Regions from separate parts of the Anser cygnoides genome. Here region 2 is linked to region 1. Evidence: chromatin contacts called from public Hi-C data. All regions are on one chromosome and are shown on one strand. The core of a region is the stretch at or near the end of the contact, and the rest is flanking DNA. Distances in the headings are between cores, read along the strand shown. Region 1 has its middle 130 kb from the start of TRIB2. Region 2 holds the start of TRIB2 (tribbles pseudokinase 2).

What was found. A called contact is a pair of places that touch in the nucleus more often than the background predicts.
Region 2: a Hi-C map of liver shows a contact between it and region 1, with 2.0 times the contacts expected there. The contact joins the promoter of TRIB2 here to the enhancer-like site in region 1. A contact is called at or near these places in 2 of 7 Hi-C or Micro-C datasets (both in liver).

Annotation. Positions count from the first base shown.
Region 1 is chr3:108,229,720-108,236,571 of Taihu_goose_T2T_genome, reverse strand. No RefSeq gene overlaps it. Among named protein-coding and RNA genes, the nearest start is that of TRIB2, 130 kb to the left of the region's middle. Within about 2 kb of position 3,906, at least 1 of the 3 cell types and tissues checked has open chromatin away from gene starts, as enhancers often do. A contact at or near this core is called in liver, where this site is marked.
Region 2 is chr3:108,363,622-108,370,897 of Taihu_goose_T2T_genome, reverse strand. It overlaps TRIB2 (tribbles pseudokinase 2), which reads right to left and starts at 4,398. Exons shown (of 4, transcript XM_048071297.2): 1 at 4,265-4,398; 2 at 3,021-3,431. The coding sequence starts at 3,290. It overlaps LOC136790527 (a long non-coding RNA gene), which reads left to right and starts at 4,339. Exons shown (of 3, transcript XR_010830628.1): 1 at 4,339-4,476.

The DNA of each region.
Region 1 (6,852 bases), core at 2,657-5,156:
CAACAAACAGCCACTAAATATTTTGCTGCCTTAGGCAACCATGGTTTGACTGGTATATGTGAGCTGGCCCTGGCTGCTTTTTCCTCCATGGGCTGTTCTAGGCTACTCAGGCTCCTTGTTCGCTGCTCTGTGTGCTGCCCAAGTTGTCTTTTATCAGAGGGTCCAGGATGAAGCAGGTGTGAGGATGAGGAACAAATTAAGAAACCAATAGTTCTTAGAATTTCACTAACCCTCCAACCTCCTGCTAGGTCATGTCATCTTTGAACACACAATTTTATTTTTCCTTCCCAAAGATTTTTCTCTAACAACCTTCTTGCGCACACTGCATTTCCCCATCCCTGGAAGTGTTCAAGGTCAGGTTGGATGGGGCTTTGAGCAACCTGATTTAGTGGGAGGTGTCCCTGCCCATGACAGGAGGGTGGGATGATCTTTAAGGTCCCTTCCAACCCAATCCATTCTATGGTTCTATGATTCTATTCCCATCAACAACTACCTGTACAAAATTAGCTGCTTCAACAGGTCTGTGCTGCAGTTGCAGGCAGCCTATTTTGGGAGCATCACTATCAGTGACTGTGCCTCTGTAACATGACATGTTTTGTGCCCTGGAAATTACACAGACTTTTTCAGCTTCCAACAGTGAGTGCTAGGGCTAAATTTGAATGTATTTTCCCAGTGCAAAATTTCTCTAAGATGGTCAACTGTAACTGGGAACTAGCAAGATATGAAGTGACCCACAGCTGGCTATATTATATAATCTTTTGTCTATGTTCCATAAGATTTTAATGCTCAGAAATCTCATGAGCGAAGAGGTGACATTGCATTACATGTTGTATCCACATGATATCAGAGATGGTCTTTGTCTCAGTCTAAGTAGGCAGGACAAAGAATATTAGAAATGTTTGCCAGTGCAAACGTGACTAACAATGCAGGCAGTAACAGCATATTTAACATGGGAAACAGTTAAGTCTTATCTCAGTGCTCTTACAAGTCTTCCTTCTGGTCCAGTTTCATTCTAGTTTTTCATTCAGCTATGTTCAAGCAGGATTTATACCTGCATAATATATGTAGCTGACAGCAACAAAGGTGACCTGCGAGAAGAATTCTTAATATCTTGTTGTAATGGGCTCTATCTGTAAAATAACCCTGAAATTAAATCTGCAAATGACTACCTAAAGCCCCCTTTTGTCTTCCAATTTGACTGATATTTGGCAAAGAAACTTTTATTCACATCTCCTAATTTTTGGACTGCAGATAATGCTGATGAAAGAACCAGATGTTAGGAGATGACTGGACATGTTAAAAATTTCGAACTGCTGCACTGACATCTTGTAAATGTGCCCAGTTTTCCTTGATGAATCCCAGTACCACTGGTCAGACATTGTAAGATGCTACAAGTCAGCCTTCTTCCAATAGTGATGGCAGATACTTGACTCCCTGTGTATAAAAAGTGTTTTCAACCACAGCTACAGTCAAGATCGCAATATACCAAATTGTCTTATGTATCTGCAGAACCAGATTCCAACAGAAGACATTGAGGAACAGCGTATGTGCCTTGAGTGTGTCCCCTGCAACTCCAGGGCTATTAAATAACAGACTGAGACAGGAACTGTGGTTAACTAAAGCAGAACTTGGTACACTGCCATAATGTAATAAAGGTCACTTCCATATAGTAAGAAGGATTGCTTTTGCTCTAACTCAGTATATCTCACCAGGATACCTGGTAAATGGGGTGTGCCGTGTCAAAAAGAACCCTCTTTTCAGACCACTGAATAGCAACAGTGTCAACGCTCTGCGCCAGACATACCACCTCCTGGATTTCTGTAGGGAATGTACTACCCAATGAAATCGGGTTGGAAAAGCTGTATATTTTGAGTCTGCTAACCCATCATCCTGTTCAGCATTTCCTAGTGAGCTGGGTGTTTCAATTAACTGTTACTGCAAGCAAATTGAAGAAAAATACAGCCTAAATCCTCCATCCTCTTCTTAACAGCAAGTTCAGATCATTTGTGATTCATTGTTAAACACACATGTAAGCCTCCCCAGAATAGAAGCCAAAGTAATGAGTTCAGTCTTCACATCACATTCAAAACTCCTTAAGCATGAAGTAAAACATGACCAGTTTAATTTCTCCTTTCTTTTGATTTATGCAAATTAGAGTGAATAATTTCCAAATCTCAATTCTCACCAATAGGTGGCACCAACATTTTCTACTTTCTTCCTAACACATTTCCAGAAGCTAAGATTTAAGGTCTGCACCAGTGCTAAATTATCTATTAAATTACAATGACTTCTGTTCTGTTCTTTTTACCACAGATTGTGGCTGATCACTATGCAGTGGTACACGTTTTGTTCTCTAAGCATTTCACAAACTTTGTGTGGGATGTTTTACTAGATACATTACCAATAATTCAGACTGCTGTTCTCTTACATGTTGTGGGAGTCATTTTAACAATGCTTTATTGGAGTCTGGGTTTGGGGCGCTTTTACTTTTTCTGATGTTTGATAGCTTGCTTTCTTCAGCCTTTCACACAAAAATGTTACTGTATGTATCTTTTTTTTTTTTTTTTAATGATCTTTCCTTCCCCCTTGAGCAGGTAACAAAAAGTTTAAAAGTAGACTTGTAAAAAAAAGTCAAGTAGTATTTTTTCTTTTTTCATGATTATATTATTGCAGCCTTTTCAGCTAGGATTCCACAGAAAGTAATTTAATAGTTCTTCCATGAAAAGTTTCAATCGTGTGAATTTTACAGTTGTTTTGGGGAGTATGGTACTAAAACTCTGTCACAGGAAAAGTCATTGGAAGCAAAAGCAAGCATGGCTGCAGCAAACTCAGTTAATTGGTTCAACAAATATTTGATGACCTTCTTTGGAGTAAGGATCCTTATTCACAACTTACAGATCTACTACAAGTTACCTATAACTTTGCATTGGAGTCCAATGCTTTTGGGTTTGTTTTCAAATAATAATTCATCTGGTGCAGATTACTTCTCAAAGGCCAAAGACTTTAGTTTCCTGCTTAGTTTCACAGACAAGAATGTTTCCGTATTCTCTCCTTTTGAAATTACAGTCATTGCTACAAGAATGTGTTTTTGGGGCTGTAATAGTCTTTCTGTGAATCATAATCACAAGCTTTATATCTGTCAGATTTTCAGGGATGTAAAGTTTGATTCTCAGACTATTTCCTCTCCACCTGAATTCATGGCACTGCTGGCCAGGAAACAAGAATGCTGTTTCATCTCAAATTTAAAGTTTAAAGCCTGCTTATCTACCTGCCTATATACACAAATCATTTCAAAGTGTTTATCCAGTTTGCTGTTCTGGGGAACATTGTGAAAAGAGAACCTATTGCATGGATGATTGCCAAGATTAATGAATGTTTGGGAATCCAAATGCCAATTACATAGAAGTTAGTCTCCTCCTAACATAATTTATACACCTGACTTGTCATCTTTATGTTTTGCTTTTTCATGAATCAAACCAAACCTCTTTATTGATTCTGCACCACTTTGTTGTGTTCTGAATATTCACTTCCCCAAGCTGCGTATTCACTAAGCTGTCAGGTGCTTACAGTTACCTCTCCAGTCAAACACCAGGCTTGCATGTATAGCATTGAACCACATGAGCTGAAGCAACTCCTAATATATAAAAATAAATAAATAAATAAAATTGAACCAGCGGTGTTCTTTACTTCTTTGATAACCTTGTGGTGAAGTTTTATTCATGGCATACTGGTCAACATGTTAGTCTAAAATCCATTAGCAACATCTGAAAATGTCCTTTGACTTAAATGAATGTTAGCTCTTGAATTCCTCTGACATCGTCAGTGCTGTGAATATGCTCTAAAACGGAAGACATTACCTTATCCAAACTTTTCAGGAAACTTGATGCATTTAAAGCAGTCATTATCCCACTCTTTAATGATTTAGCATTTTGCTAGCCTTTAGATAGACAGCCTTAATTAACCTCTCTCTTTTACATGCTGAACACTGGAGTTTTCCATTTCTCTACAACTAAATGATTCCAAAACACACACCTAAGGCTGAAACTTGTTTAATTTGGGATTTTAAGTATCCACCCTGTATTGCAAAAGCAGCCTATATGATGCAATACTGTTTTCAGCAGCAGACTTTGTAAAACAAGTATTGAGTAATCAGAATGTATCTTTATCCTTATGTGCGCTTAGCAACCTTACAGGTCCGGATGACAAAAAGAATTTGCCCTTGGACAGCAATTTAGCAAGACACCAAACAGTCAGGAGGAAAGAAATAAAAAACTTTGCTTATATTTCGTAATGAACAGAGGATTAATGTATTACCTCAAAGTCACATTGTTTTGTATTAGGGCGGTGTTTGAAACCTTTCACTTTTAGACCTCGGTAGGTGCTCTAGGGAGGCCTCAAAACCAGAATAAGAAACTTTCTCTTCTTGCATCCTATGGAGTGGCTGCCAGAACAGCTGTACAGACACATGATACTCTTGACCTTGTCTTTAGCACTAAACAGATACATGTCATCAATGGTTAGATTTAAAATAAAACTAAAGTAAAATGTTACGGTGAAATGAAGCAAATGCTACTTAATATGCTTCAATATGCTTCTCAGACACATCCTAAAAACAACATGATGTATATAGTACATAAACCTGGGAGGATTAGATTAATAATTGCCCAAGCAGTGATGATGTTCAAAGAAATCCACAAGAAAATGGCTTATTAACATCTCTCAAGTCTCAGACTGAGCCCTGGAGTCCAACAGGAAGAGATCATATGTCTGACATACAATGCATATAGAAAACAGATCAGAGCAGCAACTACCTATCATCTATTTGTAGTCATGCTATGGCTGGTGTCGAGGAGACTATGTTTAAGGAGTTTACTTACACGGGAGCAGAAGAGTAAGAAGGCACTTCTTACTCTTACACAGGATTTGTGTGGAAGATGCAATGATTCCTTATGACAGGATGAGAGGCAAGGTCACAAACTGGAGCACAGGAGGTTCTGATTAAATATCAGGAAGCACTTCTTTACTGTGTGGGTCACTGTGCACTGACACAGATTGCCCAGAGAGGTTGTGGAGTTTCCTCCTTGGAGATATTCAAAAGCCATCTGGACATGGTCCTTGGCAACCTTCTGGAGGTGTCCCTGCTTGAGCAGGGTGGTTGGACCAGATGACATCCAGAGATCCCTTCCAACCTTCATCATTCTGTGATTCCTTGTGTCCCTCACTGAATAGCACAACCTGAGTCTTCCTCTGCTTTGGGCAACCAAAACCAGTTAGTCAAAGGAGATGTAACTACACTTCACTGGCTGGTCTGAGGAGACAAAGTTACTGATCTTCTCCCCGTAGACTGCCTTGGCTTAGCTTCTATTCAGACTGCAAGCAACTCCTACCCTCTCACAGCAGACAATGCTGGGAAAGACTCTAAATTGTCTGCCCTCTTGTTTTTAAGGAGCAGATGGAACAATGAAATCTTCTGTGTCAGGCACAGAGCTCAGTATATCCTGGAGAAGACACTACAGAGAAAGGAAGCCCAGGTTTTCCCTGCCCAGTCTCCTGAATACTGAGAAAGGCAAGGAATGGTAAGGGCTGGCAACTCCCATCTCACGCTCATACCCAAGGTCATATCTGTCTTCCAGAATAAGTGTAGCTGTTGGCTGCAAGCTTCCCAACTCACACTTTTCTGTGCTCAGAGAGAACAGAATTTTGTAAAGAGTTAAGCATCCAGAGATGCTGTACTGCACTTGTTAGGAAGAAAGTATTGCCGAGATTAGGTTCATACCCAATTTTGGAAGACAAATACCTCTAAAAGTCTGCTGCCTGTGGCTAAATAGCATGCAGTTCATGCAATCCATCTATCCTGACTGTCACAATCTACAGTCTTGGTGTCTATACTGGAACTAGTGACTTTAGGCTGAATAGAGAGAAATAGATGTTTTTAAAGAGTGATTCATGTGACCTATTTTAGATAACTACACTAGGAAGAGAAAAATGAAGGCCTGGAAGTGCCTGTTTTTGTAGTTGTGGTTGTTGTTGTTGTTGTTGGTTGGTTGGTTGTTTTTTTTTTTTTTTTTCCACTGACTAAAAGGAATCCAGATAACTAGATCAGAAACTATCCAAATAGGTGAAGGCATGTCATGCATCCCGGATCACCCACTGCTAAGTTACAATTGACATTACCTGATTCAGGCAGTGACTGACAATGCAATGTTAACATTTTTATCATATCTAATAACCTATGCAAAGGTGGTACAGCTGGTCGGGAAGGAACAAACAAGCAATTAAAAGAGTACATTTGCTTCCCCTGAATTCAGTATGTATGTGCTTTTGTCTTTATGACTTTGTCAGAGAAGCAGCAGTCTTTGCTAACGTGTCTCACAGCAGACAGAAATGTCTGCATGTGGGAAGACAAAAAAAAATACATCTAAGAAAGCAAGTTTCTGGGGGGAAGGGGAGGAATATTAGCTTTCTTTTTGACATATAATGCTTTTATTAAGCTCTGAAACTATTCTTCCTAAATTGTATCTAAATTTGGCTGCAGATGAACCAGTTCTTCTCAAGTAAATGCCTAGTAAGTTTTCAGCGAATTCAGTAGAGTGATCTCATTTGCTGAAGACATGGATAACAGGTACCTCCTTCTCTCCACTGACGCAAGCCCCCAAGGTGATCTAAGTCAGATGTCAATCAAACAAGGAGCAAGGAAGACAGTGGGTGTTCCTGGGGTCTCCATCCCTTCAGTGATTCTCCATTATCACGTTCTCTTCCAGTGAATGGCAGGGTTAGCTGGCTGCTTGCCTTACCTGCATGGCAGTGGGACTCTTGCATGACAGACTAGTCCCCATCTCCCCTTCTGAGCAA
Region 2 (7,276 bases), core at 3,149-5,648, 130 kb before region 1:
GGTTATTTTCAGTTATACCTGCTCCAGATGTAACACAAAGCAATTAGCATTTCCACCAGCATAAAAATTCTATCAATATATAACTCACTCTCTGGTGTTTTGTTACTTTGGTAAAAAGAATTTAAGGTGGTCAAGTCTCGTTCTAATTGAACAAAAAAAAAAAAAAAGAACTGGTAAAGGTATCAAACCTACTGGTTTAAAGTGCAATTGTTTTTCTTTTTTATATTCCAGTAGTGGGTATTTGTGTCCTCTCCAAGAAGCAAACCTCCTTGCTTTCTTTGAAACTTTATAAAGCATTGAAAGCTGAGCATCAGAGATGCAGTTCAATTCAAATTTACCTGAGGCTTCAAAACCTAAGCCTTTTAACACTTCAGAGCGCAATCATTAACTCCTTCCCCTGAAAAGGACCCCAAACCCACAAAACTGGGACACCCCCTCCTCACACACCTCCTTCCCCCCACCCCATACCTGTGCTGCTGTACTCCAGCACAGGCAAAAACAACCTTAAAGGCAGGCTGCCAAACAGATCCAACGCATTTTACAGGACGGTAGATTAACACTGAGCCATTCTGGTGACATGGTGAGCCAGGGAAGCAGAACTGGGGTGGGGAGGGGGTGTTGCTAAAATCCGTGGTGTGTCATTCAGTCCAGAGGAGAATTCATTGACATTTGGATCTCAAAACTACTACATTGCAAGTGAATGGCTCTACTACAAAGCAGCTGCTGTAAAATAAAATTTAAGCAGGAACATTCATGTAGCTCAAACCCTCACGTGAAAAAAAAAAAAAAAAAAGCCTTTCCAGAATTCTCTTCTAACCAGATTATCCTGACATAAATTAGTTATATTTTGTGGTTCTGGGGCTGTTAGGTAAGTAGGTCTGGATATATATCAGCACTATGTTTGCAAGTGAGGAGAGAGGAAGTACTATCACACTGCTACAGCCTAGAATACCTTTTATAAAGAGCTTCTTTGTATCCCAGCATGTAAGATCCCTGGCCTCAATTCAGCAAATGTCCAATAAGCTGCAGTTTGATTTAGTTCTTGCTGGAAATTGGAAGTGAGAAGTTACCATTGTTTGGATGCCACAGAGCCTCGAAGCAAATAACGGCATCTGTACAGTCAGTGGGCGCAGCCAAATGAATCTTGAGAATCATCAGTATGTGTCTGCTATCCAAACCAATGTTTGTGCAAGCAATCTCTAAGAGCATCTTCAATAAGATACCAGATAGCAGGTCTCTTAGCCGGAAGGCTACTTGACAAATACTAGTCATGATACTGCAGGCATTTTAAAGAATGCATTAAATTGAGTTCAGGGCTGACAAATGCGTATTCACGAGCTGGCAATTCAAGCTAAGATCATATTTTGGAGCCCAGCTAGAGGTAGTGCCTTGCACATATGGAAAAACTGACACTATTCAAATGTCAGGATCGGCTTAAAAACATACGGCTTAAAGGGAGGAGAAAAAAAAAAAATCAAGTCCACCCTTTGTGAGCTGCAGTCATGCTGCTCATACTGTTATCAAAACACTACCTTAATCCTGCAAAGCAAACAGGAAACAAAGACGAGCAGAGCCTCCACTTTACTACTTGTTATGCAAGTTCACCTATAATTTCACACAGAGCAGCAGCTTTGTGGGATCTGTTTATTTCATGAAAAGATGCCAATGTCCTAGAGTGCAGTACTGTACTGCTGCACCGAGCAGGGCTTTCATTCTAGAAATTCTCATGTTCTGTTTCAGTTTAGTAACAAAGCATTCACTTCAGCATGCAATATTAGTCCTTTGCAAAGTCACGGGCCCTTTTTTTCCCCTGAATAATCACACGAAGTCCTAGGTTGCCTTAACATCAGGTTTTATAACTCAATCAATGAGCACATTTAAATTGCCCTCTGAACTCCAGCCTTCACAAATAGCAAACAGGAGCAATTATTTTCACTTCCCTGCTACAAGCTAGTCCATAACTTCTTATGAATCGAGTACAGAAGTATGAAACCGTCAGCAATACTACCATTAATCCCTGGAATGTGAAAAAGCTACAACACATCTACTTTTCAGTTTTGCAGTTAGTTCGACACGAGACGCTTGCTCAAGATAGCTACATGGCACAATTCCATATTTCAGGAACAATGCAAACACTGCAGCGGGTGTTGCAAGGTTGCAATGTGCTACGTAGTTATAAAAACTACTACTGGGTACTGCCTCGGTTTGCCTGGCATAAGTCTGACTCGCTACAGACAATGAGAATCGCAATTTAGGAACAAAGGAAAATATTCCCTCAGCCCGAAAGGAGAACATCCCTCGACAGGCATGCACGCATGGGGGTTTCTTTCTCCCACTGCTCACCTTTGAATAGTAGGAGCAAACTGGGAGGAGGCTCAGCAAAGCAGACAGGCTACAAAGAGTGGGATAGCTATTTTGTCTGCTCTTCTGAAAACCGTAGGTGTGCAGGTTTTGTTCTTGCTGAGTTGTGCAATGGGGGAGGATGCTGTTTGCAAACAACCTCCACGGTGAGGGAGCTCAGGCTGCTTAATTCGATGTGGATTTTTTAAATCACTTTTAAGACAAAGCTGATTGCAACCTCCCCCCCCTTCCGCATCCTCCCCCATACCCCAACTCGCAGAACAAGGGAGAGGGGCAAAAAAATCGAGGAAGCCGGCAGGTCCCAACACCTTAAAATTAGCTGGGGATTCCCTACTCCATTTTGAAAAGTGAGAGTGGGGAAGACGAGGTTTTCTCCTGCCCTGAAACTCCCTTTAAGACCTACTTAAAGGATGGCTCTTTCCAGAACAATATCCCCGGGGTAAGAGGCAGAACTGGCTCCCGGCCACCGCTATAACGTGGCCATTGTCTGGAGAGAGGGAAAAGTTACAGGATGCGCCTTTAATCCTGCCTCCCCTCCGTCTGTTCTTTTTTAAAGCTGGTCAATAACCGAACCCCCCGACCTCCTTTAAAGCCCCAGGAAACGAACCCGCGGCAGCAGGCTAAGCCCGGCAGAGGAGGAGGAGGAGGAGAGGGATTACCTTGCAAACCAGCTCCTCGCCGCTGTGCAGATGGACGGCTCGGAAAACGTGGTCTCCCTCGAGAGGCTCCAACAATAAGTATTTCCCGATGCAAGAAACGCAATGCGACAAGTTCGGGGTCTCCGGCGGGCTCGGCGAGCCTAGATTCGGGCTAAAACTCTGGCTTGGCTCGATGGACCGTATGGACGAGAGCTCCTCAAAATCCTGGGTTTTATTCCGCGGTCTCCCATATCGTGCTATCGTGATAGGGGTTGACCTTTGTATGTTCATGAGTATGGAGAAAACCAGCCGAGACGCTGCACCGGAGCCCTGGCGTGGAGCGCGGTCCCTCGCCCGTCCAGCTGCGGCTGCCTTTGTGTGCCGGCGAGGGGGGCGGGAGCGGCGGCGGGCGCCCAGCCTCAGCGCCGCGTCCTGGGCACAGGGAGAGAGCGCTCAGCCCGCGGCCCTTTGTTCCCCGCCGGCGGCCGGGCGCGGAGCGGTGCGGGGCCGGGCTCGGGGCTGGGGGGCGGCCGCCTTTCGGCCGCCTCTCCCGCTTAGCAGGGGGGATAAAGGGTTAGGTAAAAGCGCTGCGCGCAAGTAAGGGGGGGGGGGGGGGGGGGGGGGCGCCTTTTTTTTTTTTTTTTTTTTTTTCCCCCCCTTTTCTCCTACTGCGAGGCTGAGCAGCGCTGCCGCCGCCGGGCTGTAGATGGCGTGGGAACGCCGCCGCTGGGAAAATGCCCCGCGAAAATAGCGAGGGAGCGAGCGCTGAACTTGGAGCGGGCCGGCCGACAAAAGAGCGCACGGAGCGGCGGGAGGCTCCGCGGGGCCGCCCCCCCCCCTGCGGGCCCAGCCGCGCAAGATGCGCGGGTGCTGCGCGCCCGGCGGCGAAAGGGATCCGGCTGCCGGCGGCGCGGCTGCTGCGGGAGAGGGGGGGAAAAAGTGCGACCCCCGGAGAGGGGAGGCGAATCCCAAGCGCACGGAGGGATTTGGGGCTGGGGGCTGAATGGAGAAAAGAAACACAAAGAAAATAAAAAAAAATAAATAAATAAAGCAGCGCTGCGAGAAGGGGGCCGGCTTCTCACTGCGGGGGACAAAGGTGCACAGAAGGACGCTTAAAAAAATTAAAAAAAAAAATCAGCAGATTGTATTTATTTTTTTTTTTCTCTCAAGGGGGAGAGGCGAAGGGATGGCCGCGTCGCTCCCCTTTCAGCAGGGCATCGTCGCCCCCCCGGCTTCCATCTCCCGGCGTATTAATAGCTACTTACGTGGCGGGGACGCTGGCTGCCTCCGTGCCTCGCTGCCGGCCGCCGCCGCACGCCCGCACGGTGCCCAGCGCGCAGGCTGACTGTACTGCCCCGGCACCGCCGCCCGCCCCGGCCCGGCCCGGCCCGGCCCGGCCCCGCCGCCCACCGCGCTCCGCTCCGCCCCGGCCCGCCCCGGCCCGCCCCGGCCGCCCGCCGCTCTCAGGGTAAACAAGGTGAGGCGTCCTTCCGCGGCACGGCCGTGCCGGGCTGAGCCGTGCCGAGCCGGGGGGGGGCTGCTCGCACCAGTATGCACCAGTAAGGCACCAGCGCGGAGCTGGGAGCCGCTGCCCGCTTTTGCCAGGGATGCGGCGGGTCCTGCCTCTCCCGGGGTTGCCCTTGCGGTTGGAGGGGGAGATATTAGCTAATTAATTTTAATTAATAATAATTTCCCCCGAATAATTAAATACACCTAAAGGAGGAGTCCGGCCCCGCCGCCCGGCCATTGCATGTGCCGGCGCCGGAGCCCCAGGCGGCCGTGGGTTTTGTTTCCCTTTCTTTTTTCTCTCTCTCTTTTTTTTTTTTTCCTTTCTGTCAATGAAGAAATAGCTTTTTTTTTTTCCGGGCAACGTGGGTCTCCGCGTACTTACGGGAGCCGCAGCAGCCGCTTCCCGGTGCAGTCTGCTGGGAGGAGCTCTCCCGACTCCGGGTTTGCCTAAATCCATCCCAAAATTAAAGCGGTACCGGGAGGGGGGCAGAGGGAAAAGGTAAACCCCTTCACCCTGCCATGAAGAAAGCCATGAATGAGAACTCTCTGTCCCCGCCCAGCACCACTGCGGTCTGCTTTTTTTTTTTTTTTTTTTTAAACAAACATCCCTCCCTCCCCCATTTTATTGTTTCAGCTATGGGAGTTTGGATATACATGAAAATTTGATAAGCAGCTCCCTGAACTCCCAACGAGCCTGGCACTCACTCCCTTGGGTTTGGCCCCTCTTGTCCCCCATCATCACACGGAAGAGCCAGAAATGGGAGAAGAGTTATTTTGGTGTGAGGACCTGTGGATTTGGAGGATGCCTTGTGAATCAAAGGAGCCTGCTAATAATGAAAGGACCTTAAAGAGAAGGCTGTCCCAGAGATAAGTGCTTTGGGGCAGAGAGAAAATGCCTCTGAACAAGGCTCCAGAGAGGCTGTAGGGATTCCTCCGTAGGGGGCTCGTCTTGGCAGGGGAGGTGTCAGAAATGGCAGTGGTGAGGAGTAGTTCTTCCCAAAGAGCATTGTGCCCTCTTCATCACTCCTTCTCCATGTGAGGGGCTTTACGTGGCCTGATACACAGTTATAAGAAAAATACCACTAGAAAGGATTGTCATGATGTTAAGCTTGGCACGGGACAAGTGAGCCTCTGGCAACATGCCGGGATTTGGTCCTGGTGAACGTCCCTTAAGCAGTAGGGAAGGACATGGAACCAGTGATCTGCAACAACCTCTAGGATGACCTGCAAACCCAGTCTTTGCTGTCTGCCTTAAAATGCAAAGGTGTTTCCCCCCATTCCTCAGTCATTCCCATCACCTCTGAATACCCTGTAACTCTTAATACCATTTTTAGAAATGGGATGAGCAGTGCCGGATACTGAATCACTGCGAATAAGGACAAGCCATAAAGTTATGCAATACATTCTCCAGTCTCACATCCTGTGATCCAAATCAAACATTCTTTTCTTAGTAGATGGCTTTTTACACAATTTCTCCCTTCCTCTCCCCCCTCGTACTCCTCCTGACGATGACAAAACACGAGAGAACTAGGCTCTTGCACCAACCTCTGTTCTCCAGACCAGAGTTTTCTGTTTAACTTGCTCGGTTACCCAGCATCAGCTGGAGCCGCAGTCCCTGGCAACTCTGGAGAGGCTCCCCAGAGCCTCCAAGCCCAGCAGGAGAAAGGAATGAAAGGAGGCAGGGGTGAAAAAAACTAATTCACTCTAAGTCTCCAGTTGGAAACTCCCGATTTTTAATGGGATCTGAAATGATTCATGATAGAATGGGATACGCTTGCCATAAATATAATCATTCAGTTTGGGAAGGGAGAAGATATAAATTTCAGTTTCTGGATTTAATTCTACCCTAAGAGACATGGAGGGTACATATGGCGTGACTGGGAGTGACACGTGTCTATCCAGGGGGGGAATTTGGCTCTTCCATTATAATTTAATAATTGTACCTTTGTTTCTACAGCATCTTTCCCCAAAACTAGCACTTCATAAACATTGCTTCTACTCTCAGATATGTCGATGAAAACATTACCATTTCAGTCTGATGTTAAAGAGACAAGCTCTGAATGAACAAATCTTCACATGCCTCATTGAGACATTAGGTGTACATAGTCCTGTGTCTGTTTTTTGTTGATGTAAGTCTACATCAGCTAAAATTTTAGAGCAAGGTCAGGATATAACACAGAAGATGTGAAAAGGAATCAAGTCCTAAAAGTCAGATCAAAGTCTGCAGACCAACTCAGCAGTAAAGTTTTGTCTGCTTGCCTTGCATAGCTGTAGTGCTTATGTAGTAGGCATTAACCAAATGAGAGGAAATGTTTGACTTGAAAACACATTGGCCAGAATGCCGAAGGGGTGCCATGGGCTGGTCCATACCTAAATGTCATATTCCCAATTCTGGGAGACTCTTCTTTGAAATAAACTATGATGCTAGTGACAAGTATTGTTTCATTATATTTTCTCATTCAATTAAAAGAGAGATTTTTAGGGGTGCAAATCCTTATTTTATCCTCCTGTTCTTTGGACTCCCAGGGGTGTATATGAAGGAGGCCTTCCATTTTTAAGTTATAGAAAATATTCACCAAGGTCTCCTCTTCTCTGTATCCGAGGCTTATCTTTATCTAAACAGCAACAGAAGATGTAGAAATTCAGTTTACTCTGTCAGGGACTAAGAAAAAATACTAAGTGAAAAGACAAAAAGACATCTGATTGTGTTATAAACCTAACCTTGTGGAAGCAAAAGAGAAGTATCTTTTCTGTAACTCTATCTTTCA